Linked DNA regions of Mus musculus: region 1 is linked to region 2. A link is a contact called in public Hi-C data. All regions are on one chromosome and are shown on one strand. The core of a region is the stretch at or near the end of the contact, and the rest is flanking DNA. Distances in the headings are between cores, read along the strand shown. Region 1 has its middle 16 kb from the start of Gm24826. Region 2 overlaps Npas2 (neuronal PAS domain protein 2).

What was found. A called contact is a pair of places that touch in the nucleus more often than the background predicts.
Region 1: a Hi-C map of bone marrow-derived macrophages shows a contact between it and region 2, with 42 read pairs. The contact joins two enhancer-like sites. A contact is called at or near these places in 2 of 39 promoter capture datasets (cranial neural crest and neural stem cells), 1 of 15 datasets of contacts at CTCF or cohesin (CD8 T cells), 9 of 484 Hi-C or Micro-C datasets (the 3T3-L1 cell line, CD4 T cells, the HPC-7 cell line and 6 more), 2 of 115 datasets of contacts at active chromatin or transcription factors (both in embryonic stem cells) and 4 of 9 other capture datasets (adipose tissue, embryonic stem cells, liver and 1 more).

Annotation. Positions count from the first base shown.
Region 1 is chr1:39,500,727-39,506,664 of GRCm38.p6, reverse strand. No RefSeq gene overlaps it. Among named protein-coding and RNA genes, the nearest start is that of Gm24826, 16 kb to the left of the region's middle. Within about 2 kb of position 3,249, at least 74 of the 459 cell types and tissues checked have an H3K27ac peak or open chromatin away from gene starts, as enhancers often do. A contact at or near this core is called in adipose tissue and bone marrow-derived macrophages, where this site is marked.
Region 2 is chr1:39,344,740-39,350,817 of GRCm38.p6, reverse strand. It overlaps Npas2 (neuronal PAS domain protein 2), which reads right to left. Exons shown (of 21, transcript NM_008719.2): 17 at 5,352-5,549; 18 at 3,137-3,327; 19 at 2,294-2,386. Among named protein-coding and RNA genes, the nearest start is that of Rpl31, 20 kb to the left of the region's middle. Within about 2 kb of position 1,612, at least 24 of the 459 cell types and tissues checked have an H3K27ac peak or open chromatin away from gene starts, as enhancers often do. A contact at or near this core is called in adipose tissue and bone marrow-derived macrophages, where this site is marked.

The sequences.
Region 1 (5,938 bases), core at 2,000-4,499, 150 kb before region 2:
TGCCATTTTGCAATTTAAAAAATGCTGAAAATCTTATAATCTGCTATCAGAATAAATGTAACAATTACTAATCAAGTTGTAGATGTATAGCTCAGTGGTAGGACGCTTGCCGAGAAGGAATGAGGTCCCCTGGGTTCCATCCTCTGTCGACAGAAATTAAATTAATAAGATTTTACTTTGTTGCCACTTTTCTATTTATATATATTTTTAATTTAAAAACACTTATCCTGTGTGGGTAATGAACGGCACACATGTGGGGGTCAGAGGGCAGCTTTCAAGAAGGTTTCTTCTACTATGTGGGTCACGGGGATCAAAGCTGTCATCAGTCTTGGTGGCATCCTTACCCACTGATCCCACTTCCTAGGCTCCCCCTTCATACTTTGAAGCCAATAAAAACTTCTCAGCCCTGCAAATACGTTTGAGAATCTCTGTAAGATCCAGGATTGCTCTCAGTTCTGAGTCTGCGTCTTTCCTGGAGCCCAGGGCTCCTGAAACCTCGGCTGCTCCATTGTGATCATTTCCTCCGCCAAAGAGCCCCAGTTGAAATCAATCCAGGGATGGTATCTGATGAGCAGCTCTGATAAAGGGTCAGGTAGGAACCCGAGCCGCCTTGGGGACAGCCTACGAATCTCTAAGCAGACACACATTCTCCATTAGAGGCCCTGGAGGAGGCCAACTTCAGCAAAAAAAATCATTAAAAGATGCTGATTCTGCACTCGTCTCTGGTCTGCTGTGCTGGGTTGCTGGGGGAAGCAGGCACGTATAGTTTTCCTCTAAAACAGAACGGAGCAGTAGGCGTGGGACGGTAAGACAACCCCACGCTTAACCTTGAACTGGCCATGAAACATACCATCTAAGACTTTCAAGAGACAGGAAGGAAGGAGCGTCTGAGTGACGGCAGCTGTCTCAAGGTTGCCAAGTGGGATAGGCGTTCAGGGCTTCTTAGGGGTAAATCAGAGTGCAGGGGCCTGGGGCTGAGTGTTACATTCTCCCCAGAAGATTTAACCAATCCCCTGATGTGGGTTTGATAAGTCTGTCTGTCTCTGTCCCTCTGTGTGTTTGTGTGTATTTGTTCGTGTGTACATACATCTCTGTGTGCATGTACCTGTATACTTGTTCATTTGTATGTAGATAGGTATGTGTGTGTGTGTGTGTGTGTGTGTGTGTAGGTCAGTAGTCCAGGGCAAGCATCCTCCTCACTCTTGGCCTTATTGTTTTGAAACTTTTACTATTTTATATGTATGGGTATCTTGCCTGCACATATGTCTGTGTACCATGTATGTGCTTGGGACTGGAAGAAGTCAGAAGGAGGTACCAAAGCCCTTTGAACTGGAGTTAGAATCAGTTGTGAGCTGTCATGTGGGTGCTGGGAACTGAACCCATGTCTTCTGGAAGAGCACCCAGTGATCTTAACTGCTGAGCCATCTCCTTAGCTTTTCCCACATTGTTTTGTTTTTTGGAGACAGCATCTCTGACTACCCCCAAGGCTCATCAGTTTGGCTAGATTGTCTCTCCAGGGAACTTCAGGGGTCTCCTATCTCAGCTTCCCCAGTGCTGAGATTACAGTTGCCGGATGCCCAGTCCGGCTAGGGTGCTCCTGATCTGAACTCAGCCCCTCATGCTGGAACAAGACTTTACCATAAGCCGCCTCTCCAGCACTTGAGTTTGAGAATTTTAACACACTAGGCAGCACTGTGTGTCTAGGCATCTTCCTATGTCTAGCCCCAAGTGGGCTAGGTTTGAACATCTCCTGTAAGGAGGCCCCAGCTGCCGTGGGGAATGGCAAAGGGGTCTAGGCACACAGTGAAAGAACCAGATGGAAGACTGAGAGCATTTTGAAGCCTGATTGAGGGGCTGAAAGAGAGCCCCCATCTGGGACAGCTGCAGTTACCTTCAGCGTTCCCTGACCACCAACTACACAGATGTAAACTGATCCATCTGGAAAGACAAACAGCATTTTAAAATTCAAAATAACGTTTACTTTACAATATTTTCATATTAATGTCAACTTATTTATTTTAATTATATAACTTATTTTTAATTTTAAAATGTATTTTATTTATACATTTACTTTATCTAATTATATATAAATATAAATGTAGTTTATTTAATTAAATTAAAATTAATTTCTTGTGTGTGGATGTTTTACCTTCATGGATGGATGTCTGTGTGCCATGTGCCTGGTGCCTGCTGTAGGCCAGAAGAGGGCGTCAGATATCCTCTTAATGTGAGTCCTCTGGAAGAACAGAAAGTGCTCTTAACCACTGGCCTACCTCTTGGGCCCTTTGAATTTATTTTTCAATTGGTGTAGGATCATTGTACATATCTGGGCTGAGGAGATAATTCAGCACAGAGGGCTTCCCTAATATGCACAAAGTACCACAAAATAGTGAAAAGAAAATTGTACTACTTTCGTGGTTCTTTGGGTAAGTTCACACACACACACACACACACACACACACACGCACACACACACACACGCACAATTTAATGATCAAATAATTTCTGTGTCCCAAAGAAGCATTCAGCAGTTCCGTGTATTAGGAGTCTCTAAATTCTTCGTAGCTTGACATTCAAAGTAACATTTGTATTTTGTCATTGTTGGCTGTCCGGTAACTGGATATGTAGAGCAGGCTGACCCAAGAGACACAGAGATCTGCCTGCCTTGGTCTCCTGAGCGCTGGACATGTGTTTGCCACCACACCTGGCCTGGGTATCCTTTCTAAAGGATGCGCTAACGCTGGTAACGTGCGTTTGAAATGTGCGTTTTTCCCTCCACAGTGGTGGAGCTCAGGCTGGAAAATTGAGCTGCTCTTCTTCTGGGTGTTTATTTGTCGGATTCACAGTCGAACCACCAGGTTTGGGAGGGGGGTGGGCTATGGGCAGTTTCACATCACTAAAGATTCTTGCTATTATTAAACAGAAGAAGTGCGCGCGTGCATGTGTGTGTGTGCCTGTGTGTGTGTGTGTGTGTGTGTGTGTGTGTGTGTGTGTGTGTGTGCACCTCTCCAGAAAGGACTCTTGCAGCAATGCGGGGGAACAGCCTTGAAAAAGGCTTTTTGCTCCATTTTTCTCCAGTCCTGGTCGGCGAGCCTTTGCTAAGGTAAACCAGGAGCATCCAGAGCAAGTCCCAAGCAGTGTAGCTTACAACATCTTCCTTTTTATGCAGGACCCCTTAGGCAACAGGTCTCAGTTCCCCTCTGTCACCACAGACCTGCTGAGTGACTTTGGCGAGCCAGTAGCTACTCTGCGGATGTGGGAAGAAAATCTCTTCTGACATGTCCAGTGTGTTCCGTGCCAGACATGCAGTGTGAGGGCAGGCTTGATGGGACGGCGGATGCTCCCTTGAGTGGGCGGTAACTTCTTGCCAGGAAAGCCCCCATCTGGAAAACACCCCATGTTTCCAACCTTCCGTGAGATCTGAGTGCTCTTTCTCTCTCCTACTTCTCAGAGTATACAAGGAGCTGAGGGAACTGAGGCCCGAGTGCGGAAGTAAAGTCGCCCCACACAGGAACTGGGGCCCAGGGCTCCTTAGTTACCACACAGAATACTCCTCCTTTGTAGGTCCTTTGTCCCTTGATTGTGCACTTGCTGAGAGAAGAGCCGTCAGCACTGAAGGAAACACAGAGCTGGGCCAGAGCCAGAACTTTCAAGGTTTTCAGATGGCATCAGATGGGAAAAGCAAGAGGCTCAGGATGCGTGGGACATGGTTGCTATGTCCATGATTCTTGATGAAACCCCCGGAATGGCAGCCAGGAAGGGTAACCAGAACACAGGCCTGTCCCCAGCACCTGCATGGGTGTGCAGTCAGATGGCACAGTTATAGGACATCGAGGAAAGCAATTTTCCTGTCCCATAAATCCGGGGACAAGTAGGATTCTGGCAGGTATAGGGAGCATAAAGGGCTGAGGGTGGCACAAGCGAACATAGCTCTGAGGAACAGATATACGAAGGTGATAAAGCAAGGGCCTGGGAAGGTGTGCGCAAGACTCTGCCTCCCAGTGTGATCTGAGCACAGAACATGGATCCCAGAAAGTTGTGGGCATGGACAGAGCCGAGCAAGGTGTAGCCTCATTGCTATTTAGGGTGAGAGGTCCAAGCTCTGCCATCTAGGTCGGAGGCTCAAGTAAGCCATGATGAGAGCCACACTGTAAATGATGGTTGAGAGAGGAGAAGGTTGAGATATTGAGTAGGAGAAAAGGACTGGAAAGATGGCACAGTGCCTTAAGTCATGTACTAGCCATGCAGAGGACCTGAGTTCAGTTCCCAGCACCCACACAACTGCCTGCAACTCCAGGGCATCCCATACCTTCCTCTGGAATTCTGAGGCTCCTCAACTTACGCATACCCAGCCCTAGACACATATGCACATAATTAAAAATAAGATAAATCTTTCCAAAAGTCGGGGTAAACAAGTCAGAGGTTAACTGGGTGTCAGTGACGTGATGGAGCATGAAACGCTGAGGTGTAGAGTGAGGTGCTGCTTCTGTGAGGATCTTGGGGTCCAGGAGCAACACTGCCAACAGCCCTGCCAGAATGTCATTTATGAGATGGTCAGGACGAAAAGGCTCCCACGTGCTACTCACTGATTCCAGACAGAATTCAGAACACCTGTCCCAGGAGAATCGGAAATGTCCTTGGCTCTCAATCTAGCCTGTGTCTGGCTCGCCAGCAACATGCTAGGGAAAGTTGAACCTAGAGTATTTTGTGAGGTGGGGGAAGTTTTTGTTTTTCCCTTACATTTTGGCCTATCCTAATGTTAGGGTTTGGGGATCTATTTGGATGACAAAAAAAAAAAAAAAAAAAAAAAGACATTTAGTGACAACCATGGGATACATCTAGATGTTGTTGCTAATTACACATTATCCAGAGGGTGGGTGAAGCCTGACAGTTTGGTCTAACATGATTAAGCAGTGGTTTAAGCTTGTCAGGTGTGGTGGCTCACTCCTGTAATCCCAGCACTTACAAGGCAGATGCAGGCAACCAGGAAGGAGTTCAAGGTCGGCCATAGCTATGGAGCAAGTCTGAGCGTGGTCCCAGTGCCACAACATAAAACAAAACTCTTCATATAGTCAGCCTTCATGTATCCAGTGGGTTTGTGGGGTAACTGCTTTTCTTCTTCCTCTTTGTTAGGCCACTTTGTTATTTCTTTGTTCTTAACATACACAGGGGCCAGGACAAGCAAGATTGGAGAAAGTCAGTTCTGGATACAAGTACTCACTGGCAACAAAATGTAAGAATGGGGATGACCTGGGATAAGGCTTTTGCATGCTCTTCTGCCTGGGAGTTGCTCTGACCTTCGGGTTATCATCAGAGCAGGTGTCATGTGTGCCGTATCTGGTCCCCTGTATCCCATCTCTATCTCATCAGATACTCTTGATCTTTTCCTCTGGGAGCTAACAATATACAAATCAGACCAGAGAGACAGATAGTCCAGGCTGAAAAGATTCTAAGGTTTTCTAACCCACCCAAAGATAACTACTATATAACACTAATACCTCAAGCAAAATGAGGTATTCAACTTCCCTTTCCAGACCTTGGGGATCTTAGACAGCAAGCTCTTTCACTAAAGGGCTGTAAATGCCTGAGGAGAGATGTCTGCAAGAGATAGACATGAAGATGTGCCATATGGCTGGTCCTTTCTCCACCTCTGCAGAGATCAGTTTTGGTCATAATTAAAATTACTAATTCCCTGATGGAATTAGTAGCATCAGGACATTCCAATTTAGATGCAAATCACAGAATACCCTTGACCTCAGCCATCTTGTCTCTTTATTTAGGCAATTTTCTGTGTTTTCATTCCTTCTTTCAAAGAACATGATTGGGCTATCACATGCTGGATGACACAGAATGCCTGCTGCTAAGGGGAAAGGTCTCCTCTGGCACCTGTGAAGCTGGCAGCAGCAACAGTTGCTCTTGCTTTTGCTTTTGTATTCCA
Region 2 (6,078 bases), core at 363-2,862:
TATATGCTTGGCCCAGGGGGTACACTATTAGAAGGTGTGGCCTTGTTGGAGTAGGTGTGTCACTGTGGGTGTGGACTTTAAGACCCTCATCCTATCTGCACCATGCCTGTCTGGATGCTGCCATGTTCCCACCTTGATGATAATGGACTGAACCTCTGAACCTGTAAGCCAGCCCCAATTAAATGTTGTCCTTAAAATACTTGCATTGGTCATGGTGTCTGTTCACAGCAGTAAGACCCTAACTAAGACAGATGGTCTTTATGGGAAGGTCTGGAAGAACAGGGTAATGTTCAAAGACATTATAGCGAATTCCCTTCTGGGTTTGTGTTTTAGTGATGGCATTTCCCTGTATGAGGTCATCTGTAACAGGCTTTGGGGCTTCCAGACTTTCCCTACAGAGACCTCTGTGTGTATATGAGAGACAGCTCTTGATATCCTCTGGAGAACAGAGCTGTTAGGTCATGTCTGGAAGAGACAGTAGCATAGCAATGATTGGTTTGACCAAAAATAGCAGTTACAGCTGCTGGTGGGGAAAATATTGTGGGTTTTGCCTCATTCCTAGCAGGATTAAGCATCTCTGGAAACTGAGGTAACAAGCATCTTTCTTTCCACTTACTTGGAACATTTAGGAAGAACAAGCAAAATTCAAAACCAAAATCCAAACCCGCCTGCCTAATTGAGAACAGAAGCAGGGGATTTTAAAGATGGCTTCCCACAGGATCCATGACTGTGCGCGTTCTCAAACAGGGGCAAAGCGAGGAGGCCAAGTATTAATAGGACAGAGACAACAGAAAGGAGACCCCTTTCAGCCTAGAGATAACTTAGGCTAACAAGTTGTCTTGAAGATCCAGAACCAAGGGGTTTTGTGCTCTGGAGCCATTGAGCCCATGACTCTGCCACAGGTAACGTGTGGCCTTCTGGACCTGATTCTCTTAAAGCCCAGACTCTCCACTGGCTGAAGGGGAGAAAGGAAGCATCCCTAAGCTATAGATTTTTTATTGGGAGAAAAGGGAATCTTCGTAAGTACTCCCACGAGCTTAGGAACTGCTCAGTTATGCTATTACGGACTGCAGCGGGCAGAGAAAGAATTCTCAGGGAGGCTTTGCACAGCATGCTCCGTTAGCTAGCAGTGTCCTGATAAACTCAAACAGTGCTTACACCAAGAAGGATCATGTGATAGCCTCCCTTCTAAAGGCTGGGTGTGGTAGAGAACCCACCGGATATCCCAGCACACTAAGGCCAAGGCCAGAGAATCCTGTCTTGAAAGAGGAGGAAAATAGAAACCCAGAGGCTATTTTTTTAAAGCCTACTTTCTAGCAGCATTTAAATGATTTACCCCATGTCTCCAGTAACCCCGGTGCAATACTAATTAAAGCTGTGCATATCTACCCCTCAGTATGGATAGGAGGAAGAGAGACTGGGGGGAGACTGGGGGATACTCTGGCTTGAGTATGTTCCCCAAAGCCCATGTGTTAGATGGCAACCTAGCTTCCAAGCTCCTTGTTTATGGTATTTTTGGGTGGGGCTTTGGGAAGTAATCAGGACTGGATGAGGTCATTAGGGTGGGGCCCCCATGAGGATAGTAATGGTTTTATAAAAAGAATAGGAGAACTCAGAACACTGCTCTCCCTTCCCCCATGTCATGATGCAGCAAGAAGGATCTCACCAGATGCTGGACAGACGCCAGTACCATCTGCTTAGCCTTCCCATTATCTAGAACCAGGAGGCATAGAAAACCTTCATAGATTACCCAGTTATAACAACAGAAAATGCCCTGGGCCAGAAATGTGGGAGGAGGCTGTATCTTGGAGAGGGGAGGGAGGTCAAATTTGGTGCGTCTCCTGGTCTTGGGTTACAGTGCCAGAGGCATGGGGCAGGGAATCCCAGTGCATTCCATTTGTAAAGAACCAGCTGAAGGGAGCGAGCCCCAAGGAAGACGAAGGGGTCATGTCTATTCGGATGTTAGCTCGGATGAAGGCGTTGGGATCTGTATCTTTTAAAAAGCCCAAGGATGACTACAGCCTGGGAGGTGTCACTCTCTCCCTCAGCTCCTGTTTGGAGTGTGGAAGAGTAGAGGTCAGGTTTTTATCTATTTACATGAACATCAGTGAAAGGAAAGCACAGGGAAAGCCCCTCTGAAGGCTTGATCCTGCTTTTTGTAGAACATCCACAGTGAACCCGAAAGCTTGGAGTACTATTGTCAGAAACATCAGCTCCTGGAGCATCATTTTAAGAAAATGAAAGGGCCAGGCTCAGACCACTCCACCCAGGTGTCCGCCCCATTCCCACCTACTTGACTTGCCGTCCAGTTCTGCTGACTTCTGAGGGCTGCCTGGCATCGCAGGACCCAGGCATCATAGGCTGGATGGGCTGGCTCAGCAACAGCCTTTGAGAGAGAGAGAGAGAGAGAGAGAGAGAGAGAGAGAGAGAGAGAGAGAGAGAGAGAGAGAGAGAGAGAGATCAAGACATTGTAGTCAGGACTTGAGATGGCCAGTTCTCACTGTCACCTTGACACAGTCTGGAATCACCTGGAAGATAGTCTCAGTGAGGGATTGTCTATACTGTGTTGTGTGTTGGCCTATGGGCATATGAGAGACTGTCTTACTGTGTTGGCCTGTGGGCATATCCTGGGGGAGACTGTCTTAATCACTGCAGGAAGGGCCGGCCCACTGTGGGCAGCACCATTCTCTAGGCAGGGCTCGTGAAATGTGTAAGGGTAGTGTACTCAAGCCGAGCACAAGCGAGGAAAGCGAGCATGCACTTTGCTTTGCTCTTGACTGTGGATGTAATGTGACTCGATATTTGAAGTTCCTGCCTTGACTTTCCCCGCAATAATGAATATTAACCTGAAATTGTAAGCTGAATAAAATGCCGTCTTCACCCAATTTCCTGCTTGTTAGAGGATTTTATTACAGAAACATAAACGAAACTAGAACAGCACCCAAACTGTGCCTCTCAAAGGCAATTGAGCCACACAATGGGTCATGCCCATGACCTTCAGGATCCCAAGGTCTTCCTTGCTACCTCCTCAGCTGAGACCAACTGGGAAGCCTTGGACGTTTGCTGTGCAGAATGGAGAGATGAAGGGAAAGGGCAAGTGACCCCTTCCTGTCCTTTCAACAGCCTAGCATCATACCTGAGCTGCCGATCATGGCCGAAGTCAGGGCTGGGCTGGCACTGGCTGTCATCCTGAGGGGTGGGAGCAATCGTGGTGAGGCTCAGGCCAGGCGGGAGCACGGAAGCTGTACTGCTAAACTGGGATGGCAGGCTGCTCAGTGAACGGCCGCTGGCAGGCAGCAGCTGGGAACTTCTCATTGGCTTTGGACCCTGGAATATCATTTAACATGAGAGAGAGAGAGAGAGAGGGAGAGAGAGAGAGAGGGAGGGAGGGAGGGAAGGAGGGAGGGAGAGAGAGAGAGAGAGAAGAACTCATACCATCTCTCTAGGAAACCTCATAGAATTCCTATCTGCTGACTCTTGCCTCTCCTCTAAGTTAGGACCCACCAGCTGTGCAGTGAATTGTTTCTATTTTGAATATCTTCCCCATTGGATTGTAAGCACCTTGAAGATTCTTAAATTTTCATGGGCAGTGCCAGGCTCTCAGCAGAACTGAACCATTCATTGAACTAGGATTAATTTTTTTTTTCTTCACGGATTTTACTTAGTAAACCAAGAGCTCTTTGCTGTTTCTGCTCCTCGCTGGACCTGTCGGCCTCAGGACCTTTGCACATGCCAGCCAATCTTTCCTCCACTTGATGCTGATCCAGCTGACTCTCACCACCCGCTGTGGGCTTTGCTGAGATACAGTCCTCTCAGGGAGACCTCTTCTGATCATCTTAAATCTTCAACTCATCTGCGCACCGTTCCCACCCCACCCTCTGACATTCTCTGATGTGCACACATTTTTTCCCCTCTGTTCTCCCCATTGGAGCTGAGGGTTTTCTTTCCCATTCACGGTTCTCTCAGTGCTGGCCATGCAGGGAGCCTTCAGCAAATATCTGCTGACTCAAATCACGAGTGAACGAGGGGGTGGCCTGGCCCCGATTTTCTGGTTTTGTCTGTGATACTGATGGGCCGTTCCTACAATGACAACTCAAGGTTTTAGATTTTGACATTCACAACATCTTTTGGTATCTGAATTAACTCTGCCTCAGTTTGCTTTTCCAGAGCCCCGTGGGCTACTCCCAGCCTTCAGATGTTTGTTTTGTTTTGATGACCTTGTCAGATTAAAAGGCCATGTTTTTAGGCCAAATTCTTAATTTGCATAAAGATGGACTAAGCTTCCTGCTACACAGATTTATCATTTCAATAACCAATAAAAGTATTTGAAAAAGACACATATTGATCATTCACAGCTGTTCTCATCATCCCTAGATGACAACTATTTCCCCAGCACTGGTGCAGTATGGGGTGTGTAAATCATCTAGAGGGCTAAAGAGATGGCTCATTTAAGAGCACTGGCTGCTCTTCCAGAGGAAGAGCAATTCCCAGCACTTACATGGTGGCTCACAACCACCTGTAAATCCATGTCCAGGGTATCTGATACCCTCTCGTGTCTTCTGTGGGCACCAGGCCCATAGCGCGTAGACATACATGCAGGTAAAACACCCCTACACATAAAATTAACAAACAAACATCTAAAATGAATTAAAGTATTAGGGGGTCTGGAGTGTAGCACCGGGGTACAGTGCTTCCACGGCATGGGAGAAGTCCTGAGTCTGAACCCCCAGCGTCACTAAATGAGTAAGTAAATAAATTATATTGGAACACACACGTCTTGTGTAAATGCTGTACCATTTAATGCAAGGGAATCGAATCTCCTCAAGTTTTGGGCTCCAAGAGTGGGTTCACGCTATCCCCTGTGGATCTGGAGGAAGCCTTTATTTATCTGTCCACTAGATGACCCAGTTCCCGGATTCTGTACTGATAAGGAGCACAGTGAGGTCCACAACACTCCTCTTCCATTGATGCTCCCAGGGAACAGATACTCACTGGTGCCCTAGGAGCTGTGTGGACGCGAAGGCTGCTAGAGAAGCAGCGATCTGCCCGCTGTACTGCGATGTCCAAGAAGCAGGGGCTTAGGACCTTACTCTGCTCTGTTCGAGTATCTAGCTTTAACCATCAGCGCCGCTTCTCCCAGTACAAAGTGCAGGAGAGAATACAAATTGAACCTTCAAAAATGGCTTTACAGTAATAATTAAAGAAAAAGCCTACCACTGTATTCTTTCCCTAGTCCGGAGAAGGGCGTTTAGGTTTCTAGAATTTGACATCTGCCGGAGCCAAGTACATCTTAGCTGTAAGAGCGTGTCTACCCTAGTGGGAAGGACAGGAAGCAGAAGTGGGTACTGTACCTGGGCGGATATCACATTCGATTCTCGGAGCAGGTGCTGGTTTGTGACTTGGGTGGATGTGATCTGCCCCTGCAGTGGAGTGTTGACCACAAGCTGGGGCTGAGACGGTGCGGCGGGCCTTTGCTGCAGCTGCTGCTGAGCTGCTGGTCGCTGCGTACTGCTGAAGCTCAGGGACACAGCTGGCTGCTGCAGAAACATCTAAGGACAGAAGAGAAATGCCTGTGAAATCCCATTGTCGCTTCATCCCAGAGAGGAGGAAAAACACCCGGGATCCTCGACACAACTAAAAGCAATTCCCTGACTGAGCAGCAGGAGGTGTGCGCTTATGCTGCAGCCCGCACGAGCCAGCATACTAGATATAAGTGGCTGGGCCAGGCAGACATTGTCTCTGCCTTCCTGAGGACCACAGTGAGGTGACTTCAACTTGACCAAAGAGTCTTACATCTCGGCTTTCTTCGCACAGACCGATATCCTTCCAAAGTTCAAGTTGCCTCATCTGTGTCATATTAGAAGGGTGAGGAGACGCATCCTAGGAACAGAACGATCCGATAATATCCTAATGGTGGCATGGCGCCGTATGGCTCATGGTATACTCAGAGTGGGACTGGGTCTTATGCCCAACCTGAAATCTCTGCCCAGTGACCAGGGTTTGTACCCACAGTGCTCCTAGGCAACTTCAACCCAGGACTTGAGGAGATGGGACAGCCCTGCTTCCTTTGAGAAGGTG